Regions from separate parts of the Sus scrofa genome. Here region 2 is linked to region 1. A link is a contact called in public HiChIP or PLAC-seq data. All regions are on one chromosome and are shown on one strand. The core of a region is the stretch at or near the end of the contact, and the rest is flanking DNA. Distances in the headings are between cores, read along the strand shown.

Evidence for each region. HiChIP or PLAC-seq counts read pairs in DNA pulled down with a chosen protein or histone mark.
Region 2: an H3K27ac HiChIP or PLAC-seq map of skeletal muscle shows a contact between it and region 1. The contact joins two enhancer-like sites. A contact is called at or near these places in 1 of 47 Hi-C or Micro-C datasets (embryonic fibroblasts) and 1 of 2 datasets of contacts at active chromatin or transcription factors (skeletal muscle).

Annotation. Positions count from the first base shown.
Region 1 is chr7:91,846,535-91,853,540 of Sscrofa11.1, reverse strand. The region is part of intron 8 of RAD51B (DNA repair protein RAD51 homolog 2); the gene reads right to left. Among named protein-coding and RNA genes, the nearest start is that of RAD51B, 260 kb to the right of the region's middle. Within about 2 kb of position 3,055, at least 34 of the 83 cell types and tissues checked have an H3K27ac peak or open chromatin away from gene starts, as enhancers often do. A contact at or near this core is called in skeletal muscle, where this site is marked.
Region 2 is chr7:92,236,649-92,243,654 of Sscrofa11.1, reverse strand. All of the region lies in intron 11 of RAD51B (DNA repair protein RAD51 homolog 2), which reads right to left. Among named protein-coding and RNA genes, the nearest start is that of ZFP36L1, 260 kb to the left of the region's middle. Within about 2 kb of position 4,229, at least 18 of the 83 cell types and tissues checked have an H3K27ac peak or open chromatin away from gene starts, as enhancers often do. A contact at or near this core is called in skeletal muscle, where this site is marked.

The DNA of each region.
Region 1 (7,006 bases), core at 1,806-4,305:
ACCTGTGTGGCAGAGAAACCTCGGCAGTGGTCCAGTGCTTTTAGAGAGTAGGGTGAAATTATAAGAACATTTTTATGAGTTGTGGCTGGCAAACCCTAGCCTGTTAAAACTCTTTAAAAACCAGTGCCTTGGTGGAGGTAACATTTACTGTTTACTGTAGCTCTGGTTGTCAGGGGTTATTGCTAAGGTCCCAGTTTTCCATGACATCAGCCGCATTCCGAGGGAAGTGTGTGTCAGTGACTTTCAGTAATGACTCCCTTTTCCAAATGTTCAAAGCTTCTGCCAAGCTGCCCTACACCTGCACACCAGCTGAGTTAGAGGAAAAGGAAAAGCAAGATGGATTAAGTGGGATTTTTGTCTGGGTTCCTTAATGAGACGAAAGGCATTCTTCCCTCAGTGTTTGGTTTTGTGTCATAAATTGATGCCAATCCCTTTACGGAGTGACATGACTCATCCCTACCTTCTCATAAACCAGTCTGACTCTCCCTCAGGACTTCTCACTATCCTATTCTGGACTAGCCTTTCAGAGCTTTCTTCTGCAAGAAAGGGTGAGGGCTTCATGAGATGATCAGCACGGCATGCCGCTGCTCTGGGAGGGAATCAGAGGCAGGCATCTGCCGCTCCCCAAATTAGCAGGAAACAGGAGCAGAGAAGAGATGTTACCGGGGAGCCATTTAGGGATCATCTGGCTTTCAGCATTTCAAACCAGATGTGGACTCTCAAGGTGGCAGCAGAGCTCATCCCAGAGTCTGTCTTCACCAAAACGAGGATCTGGTTAACCTGATCCAAGGGTGCCTCCTGCCCACTCAAGGAGCTTGGGACCGGTATTGCGGCCAATGCTAACTGTGTACTTTTTTGTCCCCCCAAAAGGCTCAAAGCATTTTTTTTGACATTAAATGCATCAGTGCTCACGACAACCCTCCGAGAGGTGGCAAAATACTAGTTCAGGTGTGAGAAATTGGGGGACGGGGCTGAGGAGAACGAAGTCCTCCGCCAAGTCTAAGGCCGTAGGAGGGCTCCCAGAGCCAGGCCCACACCACTGCCCTTGTGGGACCTGGTCCCTTCCTTCCCAGGCTTGCTCCAGACTGCCTGGGCTAGCCTGCTCTTTGTCCCAGTCAAAGGGGTTGTGGGAAAAAAAAAAAAAAAAAAATTTGTGATTGAGGCAAAGCTTGATGCTCTCAAAAGAAAATAAGGACAATTTTATGTAAAGACACAGAGGACTGTCCTCCTGATAAGAACAATTTATACATTCACTATCCGCTTCTAGGAATGACACAAGGTAGAATCTTGTCAATCTTTCTGTACCTCAGTTTCTTCACCTATAAAAGCTAATATATATACTATTTAAAAATACCAGGAGGAGTTCCCGTTGTGGCTCAGCAGAAATGAACCCAACTAGTATCCATGAGGATGCAGGTTCCATCCCTGGCCTTGTTCAGTGGGTTAAGGATCTGGTGTTGCCATGACCTGCAATGTAGGTCACGGACACAGCTTGGATCTGGGTTAGGGTTAGGCCCCTAGCCTGGGAGCCTCCATATGCCCCACCTGCGACCCTAAAACAAAACAAAACAAAATACCAGGAGTTCTTCTGTGGCTCAGCGGTTAAGGATCCAGCATTGTTACTGTGGTGACTCGATCCAAGCGTTTGATCCTTGGCCTGGAACTTCTTTCATGCCACAGGTGTGGCCAAAAACAAAAACAAAACACAAAAAATACCAGAGACATTTAGAAAATTTAATAATTAATGTTTTAAACTGCAGAGAGATCTTTGAGGAAGGATCTCTCAAGTACTAAAAATACCCTCTCTTACAGTATATTCCACAGTTCTAGAGGAAATTCCCTTAATTACTGGTACATTTCTTTTCAGGAAGTAGGACTACATTCATATACTTTCAAGTGATTTTTAAAATAAAAACCTCTATAATTAAAAAATAATCATCATCTTCATATTTGCAGAAACAACAAGGTTTTTTTTTTTTTTTTTTTTTTTAAGCTGTAGGAGTGGCCTCCTCCGAGGTTTAGGGCAGCCAGAGCTAACATACTAACAAAAACGGCCACCTCATCAATTCTCTTAGACTTCATTAAAAAGTCTAATTTTTAATTTTAAAAACATGAAAAAATACTAAAGGAGTCATTCTCATTCAGCCAAAGATTGCCTCTGAAGATTGGAAAACACAAGTGTGGGAATTCCTGAACTAAACTATGAAGGTCTGTCCAGTGTAATCTCACATTAAGCCCTGAAGCCTGTTTCCTTGCATAATTTTTAAAGGGGGCATTTTACAATTATGGCTTGTTAGCAAGAGATTGAGCGATTACTAGTTAGAAAGCAAGTCTTTCAATAAACTTTCTGGTACACAGAATTAACAGTTCTCCCTGAGCCTAAAGTCCACCAATCATTTTCACAAATAAATCAATATATAAATTAGGAAGCTGGGATTCTGGCACAGGGTATATCTAAAATGCTTAAATTCTAAGAAAAGAGAACTTAAAAAAAAAAAAGTTTCTTTTCTTCCTGAAGATAAAAGATTTAATGAATGACTAATCCCCTCAGTACAATTCTTTTGGTAATTGCCCTATTCTAAGCCACACTAATTTTGCTAGGAGCCATTGCTGTTAAAGATGTTGTTTTATGATGTTAAGCTGCGCACAAAAGCAGTGTAACAAAATGGCAAAATATGCTTCTGATTTCGTTATGTTACCAACCTCTACTTATCCAGAAATTCTAACTACCAAGTGTCTTTTATCTAAGGCAGACTGCCTCTTTCACCACGCTCCCTTTACCACATGAAGTAACAACGTCATTAAGAGTGGAAAACTGTGGGAATAAAAACCTGAGCCCTGGAAAAAAACACCAAATGGGAATCTGCCTCCAGCTCTGCAAACTTGTCCTGGCCTCTTGAGTTTGGAAGCTAGACTTTTGTGCCCTGAATATGGCTGGATGAGGAAAGCAGTCTCAAATCACAGCCTAAGGGCTAGGAACAGAACACACACTATACAGACCTCTAAAGAAGGTCCAGGGCTTGCACGACAGAGGATCCTTTCTCATTGGCCCTTGGTGATGTCATGCCCCTGTCTCCAGGGCCCAGGAAATGCACCATGACTAATGGAGGGCCTCAGTTGTGAATACACATTCCATCTCAGAAAGGCAAGGGGCTGGGTTTCAAGGCAACGAAGCTAGAGAATGCCACTCAGCAGTGCACAGAGAGCCCTCAGTTGTCCTGAAATAGACTGGACTGCTCTTGTTCACCGCCTCGGAAAACCCTGCGGCAACTGCCTATATCCCTGGGGCCTGTGCAGGATAGTAACCCTAACACTGGTTTGTTTTGTTTTCTAAGTTAGTCTCTTTAAGGAAAGAAAAATGGTCACTGCAAGAGGGCACACATCCTTCCCGATCTCTATCAGCAAACGTTCTCTGTAAAGATAATTCACATGGCCATATGGTCTCTGTTGAAACCTTTATTTCTGCTCTTGCGGTGCAAAAAAACAGCCATAGACCTAAATGAATAAGCGTGGCTGGATTCAAGTAACACGTGATTTACAAAAACAGGCAGCAGGCCGCTTTGGCCCCCTAGTCATAGTTTGCTGACCTCTGTGTTGAAGAGTGGACCACTCCTTCCTCTGCCATATACCCAGGCCAGAGTACCCTCAAATAAGGGTGCAGTTACAGGAGAGGATGTCGGGGAGCTTCCACAATATACTGTAATAGCTACCCTATCCAGGACCTAAAGATACGTTACAGAGAGGCAACCCAGCCCACGGTTTCTGAATGTAGGCACTGGAGTCAAATGACTAGGTTACAATTCTGATTTGGCCACCTCTGAATTTAAGGTCCTGGACAAGGTACTTTATTCCTCTGCACCTTGGTTTCCTCCATCTGCAAAAGGAGGTTTCCAATCATTCTTCCTCAATAGGGTTAACACGAAACTTCAGTGAGATAATATAGGAATAAAGCTTAGCCTAGTTCCTACGATACCAGAGTGCCTGATAATTATCTGCCACTATTGCTAGTTTTTTTTTTTTTTTTTTAAGTGACCATAATTACTACCCTTGATTGCAGTAGGCCAAAGTGAAGAGGCAGATTACCACAAATGCCGTACACTGTGAACCTCTTTACAATTCCATTAATATCTATTCATCATCATCGTCTTTAGAAGCTACATGGAATTTCACAGGGAATGCACCATAATTGAACCAAATTCTAATTGTTGGACATCTGCTTACTGTCTTTGCCATGATAAAGAGGATGATAAACATTCTTAAACAAGCACCTGGGAACCCTTGTTTGAATTCTGTTCCTTGGGGCAAAAAGGTTAGCGGATCTTAAGAACTTGAAATTATCCTGCAAATTGGTTCTCCAGAGAGGTTATCCCAGTTCCCATTTCCATCAGCCCTCTTTTGAAAGAGGCTATTTTTCCTAACATTCTCGATGATACTGTAACTACCTGGTTTCAACACTGGAGAAACTAAGACCCAGAGAAGTTAAATGACTGGCTCAATTTTAATGAAAAATGCTTCATGTTTCCTTTGGCTCACAACTTTATAAAACATGTGCTAATTATTCAGATAGTAGCCAATCTTTCCAGAACTCATACAATTATTTTTATTAATACTGCCACTTAATGGTTGAAAAAGCTAGAGCCAGAAGTCCTCCAGAAAAGACAAAGGATACAGAAGATCATGACTAAACTAGAAATAAACTTTGTCCTATTATCAGGCCACGCCAGGCTCCCCATAATGTCCCAGGCCAAATTTATTTTTCAAACAGCAGATAAATAGACTGCCTTCTCAGGAACTAATTTATATTTTCTTTCTTTGGCAAATAACTAAGCCAGACACTTTTCTATCAAACTAAATAAGCCTATAAACCGAATGTCCTTTTCTCAGAGTAAAACCTTAAAACCTCTGAGCTTTTGATAAGAAAGTCACAGATGTAGGCATTTGTTAAGGCTTATTCCATTCCCTCTACCTATTACCTTGCCTTAACACTTACCACAATTTGAAACATATCACCTATTTGTAACAACTCACTTCCATGAGGGCAGGAACTTGTTTCCAAGTCTTATTTACAATCTTTTCAGTACCTGGAGCATAAGAAGAAATTTATAAAGATTTATTGGGTGGAGGGATCCTCCCAGACACCATCTCTGTATTTCCCTGACTGTGCAACCTCCAAGGCAGGCAGGCTTTGGCAACATATATTACTAAGAGTTCTCATTCTCTATTTACAACAGTGCAAAAAGAACAACAAAAATAACCCAACTCCCTAATGGAGAAGAGCATTCTGTCTCTTACAGAGATCGTAGCCAAATATATCCCCATCCAACCTCTACTATTAGCCGCACCATGCGCATGTTGGCATATCATGGTCTCTCACCTTCCCCCTTCACCTAGGAGATGTTGCCACTGTTAGCCCATGCAAGTGTGTACACTTGTTTAGTTTTATTTATTTGGTCTTTCTGTCTCCAAAAAAGAACCTCCCTGGTGGATCAGTAATGAGACTGAAGTTCTAAAAACAAACACGCCACCTGTTTACTGTTTTATTTAAAGAAGCAATCAACATGGCAGCTGACAACCGACATCCTGATTAGCCCTGTGTGGTCCAATATGGTACCCACTAGCCACATATGGTTAAATTTAAATTAATTTCTACTTATTCATTTTTCAGCTGCCCCTGCAGCACTGCAAGTACCCGACCCAGGGGAAAAAAATCCATGCCACAGTAGTGACCAGTGCCTCCGCAATGACAACAACGGATCCTTAACCCATTGCGCAACAAAAGAACTCATAAATTAATTTTTAAAATTCACTTCCTCAGTTGCAATAGCCATGTTATAAGTGCCCAATAACTGCCATGTGTGGTTAGTGGCTACTGTATTGGACAGCACAAACATAGAACATTTCCATCCCTGCAGAAAGTTCCATTGGACAGTGTGGAGTTAGTCAAACATGGTAATGCTAATTTCCTTGCCTGAAACCGATTTTAAAATGGGCATGTAACAGAATTCTGGCTAATAAAACATATAGAGAACTCTGTCAAGTGGCTTCTGGGGAAGGTTTCTTATTCCCAAAACACTTGCACAAGAGAGTGTCTCTCTGCTATCTGTGGCTAATGGTGGTTTAGAACGTGATGGAAATGCTGCAGCCATTCTGCGAACATGAGGGGAGACAGTCTTAAACCAAAGCCTGCCCAATAAAGATGGCAGAGTAGGAGTTCTTGTGGCACAGCGGAAATGAATCTGACTAGGAACCATGAGGTTTCAGGTTCAGTCCCAGGCCTCGGTCAGTGGGTTCAGGATCCAGCATTGCTGTGAGCTGCGGTGTAGGGCACAGATGCCGCTCAGATCTGGCATTGCTGTGGCTCTGGCATAGGCCAATGGCTACAGCTCCAGTTAGACCCCTAGCATGGGAACCTCCATATGCCACAGGTACGGCTCTAAAAGGACAAAAGACAAAAAAATAGATAAAAATAAAAAAATAATAAAGACGGCAGAGGAATGGAGGGAATATGAGTTCTTAAATCAATGAGCTGCGGAATTGTTAACCAACTCTGTGTCCTCATTATGTGAGATGATAAATTTCCTTTTATAAAATCATTTGAAGTTAGATAACTTATAGCCAAATGCAACCTAATAATAGAGTTTCATTTATATTTTCGTATTACTCTCTAATTAAAAGGTTCTAATTAGTCAGTATACTGCAAAAAATTTCCACAGCCTCCCCACTTTGATGTAGGACCCAAAGTTGTTACACCAATGCTAAAGAATACCATCTCTCACAGATGCATCTTTGTTTCTTTCTCCCTCGGTTCTTAATTTCTATTTATCCTTTCACCTTTTTTTATATGAGACATTTAAGTTTAAAATGCAATATGAAAAAAATGTTTTTCACTTGCCCATAAAATTTCAATAGTGAAAACCTTTTTTTTTTTTTTTTTTGCTTTTTCGGGCCACACCTGCAGCATATAGAAGTTCCCTGGCCAAGGGTGGAATCAGAGCTGCAGCTGCGG
Region 2 (7,006 bases), core at 2,980-5,479, 390 kb before region 1:
GTGGCTGATGGGGCCACAGCCCAGAGAAGGGCAGGCAGAGGGTGGCAGGGGCAGCTGGGAACCAGCGCCAACAAAGTAAACCAAACTCTCTCCCCCGTGCCCTTCCCATTCTACCCCGCAACGCTTTCCAATCAGGGAATCTAAAATTACCATATTTACAGCATCTGCAGCCACGCCGAGCACTAAACAAGATGAATAGCCGTGACGCACGAACTGAGTACAAGTATGCAGCTTGGCTGGGCTGGGCTGGGCTGGGCACCAGGGTGAGTGAGCCACAGGGGGAGCATGGTGAGGTCCCAGGCAGGGTGATGGACGGGACTCACCAGGCACTAAGGGAGGTGGGAGAGCGGTGAGGAAGTCCTGGCAATGTCCATCTTCTAGGAAAACAGAGAGATGGAGCAATTAGCAAAGGAAGGGGGTAGAGATAGAGATAGAGCGATATAGTTGGATGGATGGATGGATGGATGGATGGTTGAATGGATAGACTATGAGAATATGTGCTAACTTTAGAAGGCTCCCTTTCCTCCTACTGCCTCCCTACCTAAGAGGAAACTGTTGAGACCTCTAAGGCAGGATCCCTTCGTGGGTGTGTGTGTGTGTGTTGCGAGGTCCTCTACCAGAATCTTGCTTTGGACTCTTAGGTCTGTGAGTCCTCTTTCCCCAAGCAGCCTCTTCCAGGAAAGCTCTGGTCAACCACAAAAACTAAATGACTCCATTCATAAAAAGGGCCTGACCGTCTGGCAAAGGCAATGGAGCTCTGGGGGAGACCAAGAGGGGAATGATGGGCGTGTGCTCCATGTGAGAGGTCCCAGCAGGCTCCCAGCCTAGCCTGTTCTTAATCTGGAGGAAAGATGTCCAGGTAAAGAGCGTACAGACTCATAACTTGCAGATGCTCGTTCAGAGACTTTCCAGACTGGGAGGGACCTCAATACACCAGAGAGAGGGGAAGAGGTGGGTACCAGGCACTGAGGGGAGCAGGGCCAGCCAGGAACCAGCTCCAACAGAGTGATCCACTCTCAGGCTTCGATCAGGGCTGCCTGTCTCATCCTGACCCGAGGCTCACAGAAACCTCCCTTGTGCTCTAGGACTCTGAGGGAGTGGGACCCCTGGACCCCTATGCTCCTCCCTGGAGCCAGAGCATCTCCGCATCCATCTGCTTTGTGTCCTGGCCTTCTCTTCAAGTTTTCATTTCTTTTCCTTAACATTTTCAGGAACAAAGCCAGTGTGGCCGTCCCTGGCCTGTCTGAGCAGGCGGGAACTGGAAAGCAGGACACGTAGCTGGAAGGCCGGCAGTGCGAGGGTCTGGAGAAATCAGGGGGGATGTGATGGGGGGTGGGGGGGGATGCTGAGAGAAGGAGGTGACACAGATGGGAGGCCGAGGTCGAACACGTGAACCAGCTCCCAGAGGAAATCATCCCTAAGCAAACTGGAACCAGCTGCTCTCCGCAATCACCTGCTAGATCCTGAACTGGACCCCAAAGTGGGGGCCTTTTGTTATCAGCCGTCTAGGGCCCCTGAGCCGTTCTTGGTAGAGGTGAGGTGAGGCAGGATGTTGGAGTTGGAGCTGGCCCCCCAAAATGTTTCCAAGTTGAGGACATCCACCATGCAGCCTAAATCTGGCCCTAGCCTCAGGGTCTGTCAGAATGAGGACATACTGATAGACTATACACAGGTATTTCTGTTCTTCTCAGGGGCCCAGGATGGCTAAGAACCGCCCCCTCTTTCATCATTAACATGGTACGAAATGGGCAGAGTGAGTCCCCCAAGGTGGCAGCTCCTATTTCCTTTGCTTTGTCCTAGGTGGACCCATCTTCCTCCATCGTGGCCAGAAGTCCCTCCTCCCTCCTCCTTCTAGCCCTCAGACCTTGCCTTCTGTCTCCTCTTCTTTCCCACCTTCCCATTCAAGTATGTTTCCTCCAGGTTTGGGCTTCTGGTCCCCTCTTCAAACTCTGCTCTCTTTGCATGCCCTTCCTCTCGGCCAGCTTCCTTTACCACTGGAAACCTGCGACCTGAGCCCGAAGCCATCTCCCGAATTGCCCGCATATACTGCCAACTGTTTGCAGAATCTCTCCAGTTGGAGATGCTGAACATTCTACAGTTGTCTCAAATCACACATGTCCAAAACGGATCTCATTAGCCACGCTCTCCCGCTTCCCATGACAAGGGCCTCCTGGTGTCCCTCCCCCATCCTTTCCCCCTCCGTCAATGATCTCACCGGCCACTCAGACATCCCAGTGGAAACCTTAAAGTCACCTCTGACCCCTCCCTATCCCTTCCATCTGTGCCACCGTTGCGCCAGCTCAGGCTCCTAGCCTCGCTCTGCACCTTCAATCCCTCTTATGGGCTCTTCCAGCCTTGGATCGCCCTCCACGTTTCAAATGGGAGACGAGTGTCTACACCCAGACTCTTTGCCGAGGGCTTGCTTTGTGCCCGGAACTGGGCATACCACAGTAAACAGGGCCAGTAGGGTCCCTCTCTTCATGGAGCTCATATCCCAGCTGGGGAGCCAGATGGGAACAAAAGCACAAAACAGACCAGTGAATAAAATACGTCTTTGTTGTAAGAAGTACTCCAAGAGGAATGAAGCAGGGGCTGGGGTGGGAAATAAGGGGTGGCGTGGATATCTCTGCCACCCCCCACATGAAGACCTTCAAAGGCTCCTGAATACCTAGAGGACAAAGTGCAAACTCCTCAGCTTGGCAGGCAAGGCCCTTGCCAATCTGGTCCAATCTCTTCTCAGCTCCTCTTCCACCACCCCCTCCCTCCTGGCTCCCCTCCACCCTATGCTCTGCATCCTATTCATCTCTGAATCCCCAGCCCCTTGTTCCTGGCAAATAAAGGTCTGTGCAGTCAGTGTGTTCTCTTCACGCATTTGTCCCTCTCCCCTTTCTCACGGCTGCCTTTGGTGAAGCATCTTTACCATGGCTCTGTCCCCTGAGTTTCTGTGGCTTCTCACCCTGTTTCTGCCCCAGGTACTTGTAATATTTGACTCTCTCTCTCTTGCTAAATTTCTAAGGCATGGAGGGCAAAGGCGGTCTTCCATTCGGAAAAAAAAAAAAAAAAAAGCCTGGCACACAGTGGGTGCCTGAAACCTGCCAGTTGAATTGACTGCGAAGAGGATGAAGAAAAGGGAAGTGCTTGTTGTCCTTTGTAGACTGTTTCCTGCTAAAACAACTCTAGTGGCCAAAATATTTGATGGAAAGAAGCAGTGTGAAGGCGTCCATTGCCAAATGGACAGCCAGAGGTACACACCTCCTCCTGCTCAAGGAACAGCTTCACAGAGCCTAATTTTGTCACTAGGTCTTTGAACAGATTTTTGCACAATCAAAGCAGAGAACAATGAAGCAGATATGTTCCCGGTGGAAACTGGTGCTCAAAGATTTGCCTGTATCCACAAGAACGGAAGTGTCCCTGGCTTGTAAATTGGTTCTAGGGCTCAGCTCATCCCTTCACAGGGAAGAACCAACTCCTATCTTCTCTGTTATTCCTCCATCCCATTCTTGGAACACCATTTCCGTCCAAGCAACTAGAGTACTTGTTTGGAACTCCCAAGTAGTTTTTCCCTATGACCAGAATAATCTAACACAGGGGTCTGTTGGTTTTTGGCAAATGTCTTCAAAGATCCTGGTTCTTTTGGTGGGGGCGGTAGGGGGGGAAGTGGAGGGAATGAAGCATAACAATTACAGTAAAAAATCTGATTAAAGGTAAGAATAAAAATAAGAGGTAGATTTTCTGAATTTATGTAGGCTCAGTGCCTGCTCTCAGAAAGGTCCTGGGCATGTGCCAATCTGCCCGGCTTTCTCAAATCACTGTTGATTCCTTTGAATTTCACACATGGTCACCTTGTCCTCTTTTCTGTTTTCAGTCTCCCCAGAAAGCACCCCACCCCTGGCCTGAGCATTCCATGCGTCCTCCCTCCTTAGGGAGCATTGCAGCTTTTTTTCTTGACAGCTGTATTTTATTCACTCTGGTTCCATGTCGCCAACCCAACTGTCCTCAGCCAAGCCTCCAAAGGAAATATGATCGACTTGCTGCGTCAGATCACTTGGAAATAGATACGACTGGCTTGGAGTCACTCCATGCGGGGCTGTAAAATTGTTCTCTCTCCTCCTAAGTGGGTTGGGTCAAACCCAAACTGAGGCAAGAGGTTTCCAAGGAACACAGAGCAAAAGACTGTAGTAAGTGGTGGTGATTCAGTCGGTGGCCCTCTCGCTTCTGAGTCAGTATGAACCTTCTCCTGGCAGCAAGTCTGCGGAGGTGGCCTTCAAGAGTCAAACAAAACAGTGAGGTCTTCCACACTGGGGCTCATGAAACTTTCTACAAGAGGAGCAGGGAGGCAGGCTTGGTGTGAAGCTCTTCATTCCAGCCAAGTTCTCGTCTATATTTTTGTGTTTCCAAGATAAATGAAGGTTAGTTAAATTGATTTTGAGATTTGTGTCTCTCATGCACAGCTGGCAGGGTGTCTAGATGTCCCTGGGGCCAATGCCACAAAACACCTTTGAAATTCTCACCTATCTTGTCCCAAGTCTCTTTGACATTTCAAATGGAGTTAGTCTCTTCTTTGAATTAATTGTGCACTGTGTCACTTTGTTCTAATTACCCGAGAGGCTGTCTGGTCTAATGAAAGAGCCTAGAATGGGAATCAGAAGACCAGGGTCGAAGTCCCAGCTAGATCACTCAGTAGCCAACTCCCTTAACATGCTCAATTGCCTCATCTACGAAATGGGAATTGTGATACATGCTTGAAAAACCATAAAGCGACATATCAATACGGGGAGATTTTGGCCTACATCCAGTCCAGTCTTTAAGAAAAGAAGAGGCTAAACAGAATGGGGCAGGATAAGGATTTTTAGGGGGAATATAGGCCCACAGTCCCTGAGCAGGCAACAGCATCCGTCTGGAACTCAAACCTAAAACCCCTGAAACATCAAAGAGAGTCTCCTTCTCTGTGCTCCACAAAGGAGGCCACAGCCTTGTGCTTTCTGCTCTTTTCTTTAAAGTGGGGAGGCCGGGAGGGCGGGGGGGTGGGGTGGGGTGGCGGGGGAGAGAAGGGGAATGAAAATAAAAACTAAACAAAAGTAACAACAATCACTTTTTATGGTCAAAGATGGAGCTAGGAAGAAAAACAAAAGCACACTCTGATTTTTTACAATTCTCATCATCTGGCCCTACTCTACCAAATCCTTTTTTTTTTGTTTTGTTTTTTTTGGCTGCCTTGCGGCATGTGGAGTTCCTGGGCCAGAGATCAGATCCCACCCATCTACTGTTGCCACCTATGCCACAACTGAGACAACAATGGATCCTTTAACCGACCGTGCCAGACCAGGTATCGAATCTGCATCCTGCTGCAGAGATGCCACTGATCCCGCTGCCATAGCAAGAACCCCTACAAAATCTTAAATCTCTTGCCTCACATGGATTCTTCATTCCAACGTCTGTCTCCTTCTCTCAAACACACCATCTAACTCCACCCTTCGCTCTTGGTTAAAATTCTGTCTAACTTGGAATCCCAGCAACCCTCCATCAGCTTCATAAAGCTTCCTTCCCTGCTCCTAAACCACTCTCTGCTCCTTCCCCTGGTTAGGGGCTGTGTGTTTCTCTAAACATTTTGGGTCTTCCCTGCTGACTTTCTTGGGAGGATGGATCATGTATTTCCACCTAGAACCTAAGTTTGCAAATATTCACTGTTTGACCACATGGCTAATCATACATGTCATTTAGAGAAAAGAGTGATCAAGCTGGAAAATAAATAACTTTCTTATTTCTATATGAAGAGCAAGATCTTGGGAGGGTGGCGGGTGAATTACATTGAACAAGAGGGAGATGGATTAATGACTCATAGCTCATGGGGTCAGAGCTTATCTCAATGGTCAAGGATTTCTGGCCGTTATAGTTCTGATGAGCCCTACCCTGGACTGTAAGGGACCCCCTGGGCCTCAAGCCTCAAAATAAGCACAGGGAACTCAGAATTCTTCCCCTGTGTTTGACCTCAGCAGATTGTTTAAATTCTCTAGATCTTGTATTAAAAACAAACAAACAAAAAGGAACAAGATGGGATTCACTCATGACCTGGAAGCACTTGGAAGCGGCTGAGAACAGACAGATCTGTCCAGTGGATTCTGTCTGTGTTGCTTCGGTACAGCTGCTGGGGTCAGATGCCAGCACAGGCATGCTCTTCTGGGAACACATCCTGCCAGGGGTACATGGCCTAAAGGAAGTACCGACATAGAAGACAAGCCTAACATCCTTTCTTAGTGCATCCATAAAACACAGCAAATGCAGGAGGCTTAGGTAACAGCAGCCCGGAAGATGTGGGGCCCTGCTGGAGGCCATAGTTAGCATCCTTTCAGCCAGATGAGGGGGAAAAAAAGTCCCTCCTTTCTCACCCCTTCCCCAAAATTAAAACAATGAAAATCAGTTCTCATTATCCCAATAATTAAGTCCCATTCAGCCAGCTGACAGCGGCCAAAGAATGATTTTTCTGTGCTGCGCTGTGTGGCTGCCCTCCATGGCCCCATTCATGGGCCACTGTGTGCATTTAATCACCCTTAGCGGGCTCAGCTAATGAAATGCTGGGGCCTTGCCCTGCCCTGACCCTGCTGCTATTTCTATCTGAGCTCAGCACGTCCTTTGCTTGACAGTTGCAACCGAACAAGCAGATTTTTCTCTCCCATCTATGGAGTGTAAAGAGCCTATTTTGGCAGCCTGTGGGGCTGGGGACCCCGCTGGAAGCCCAGTGAATGCCCCTGGAGGTTAACTTGCAAAGCTGTTTCCAGACTGAGAGGCGGGGGTGGAGGTGGGATAGGGCTCTGGAGACCCAAAGGCACTGAGGGCTGTGGCCCCGATGCACAGGGGAGAAAGGGCGGTGGCGGGGGGGGGGGGGTCTTCTGGGGCAGAAAGGGAAGATGAGGTTGGAAGAAGCAAGGGGCCAGGCAGCGGGGTGAGTGGATTTATCCTGACGCAAATCTGAACAAAAGCTCTTTGTCAGTTATCAAAAATCTCCCTC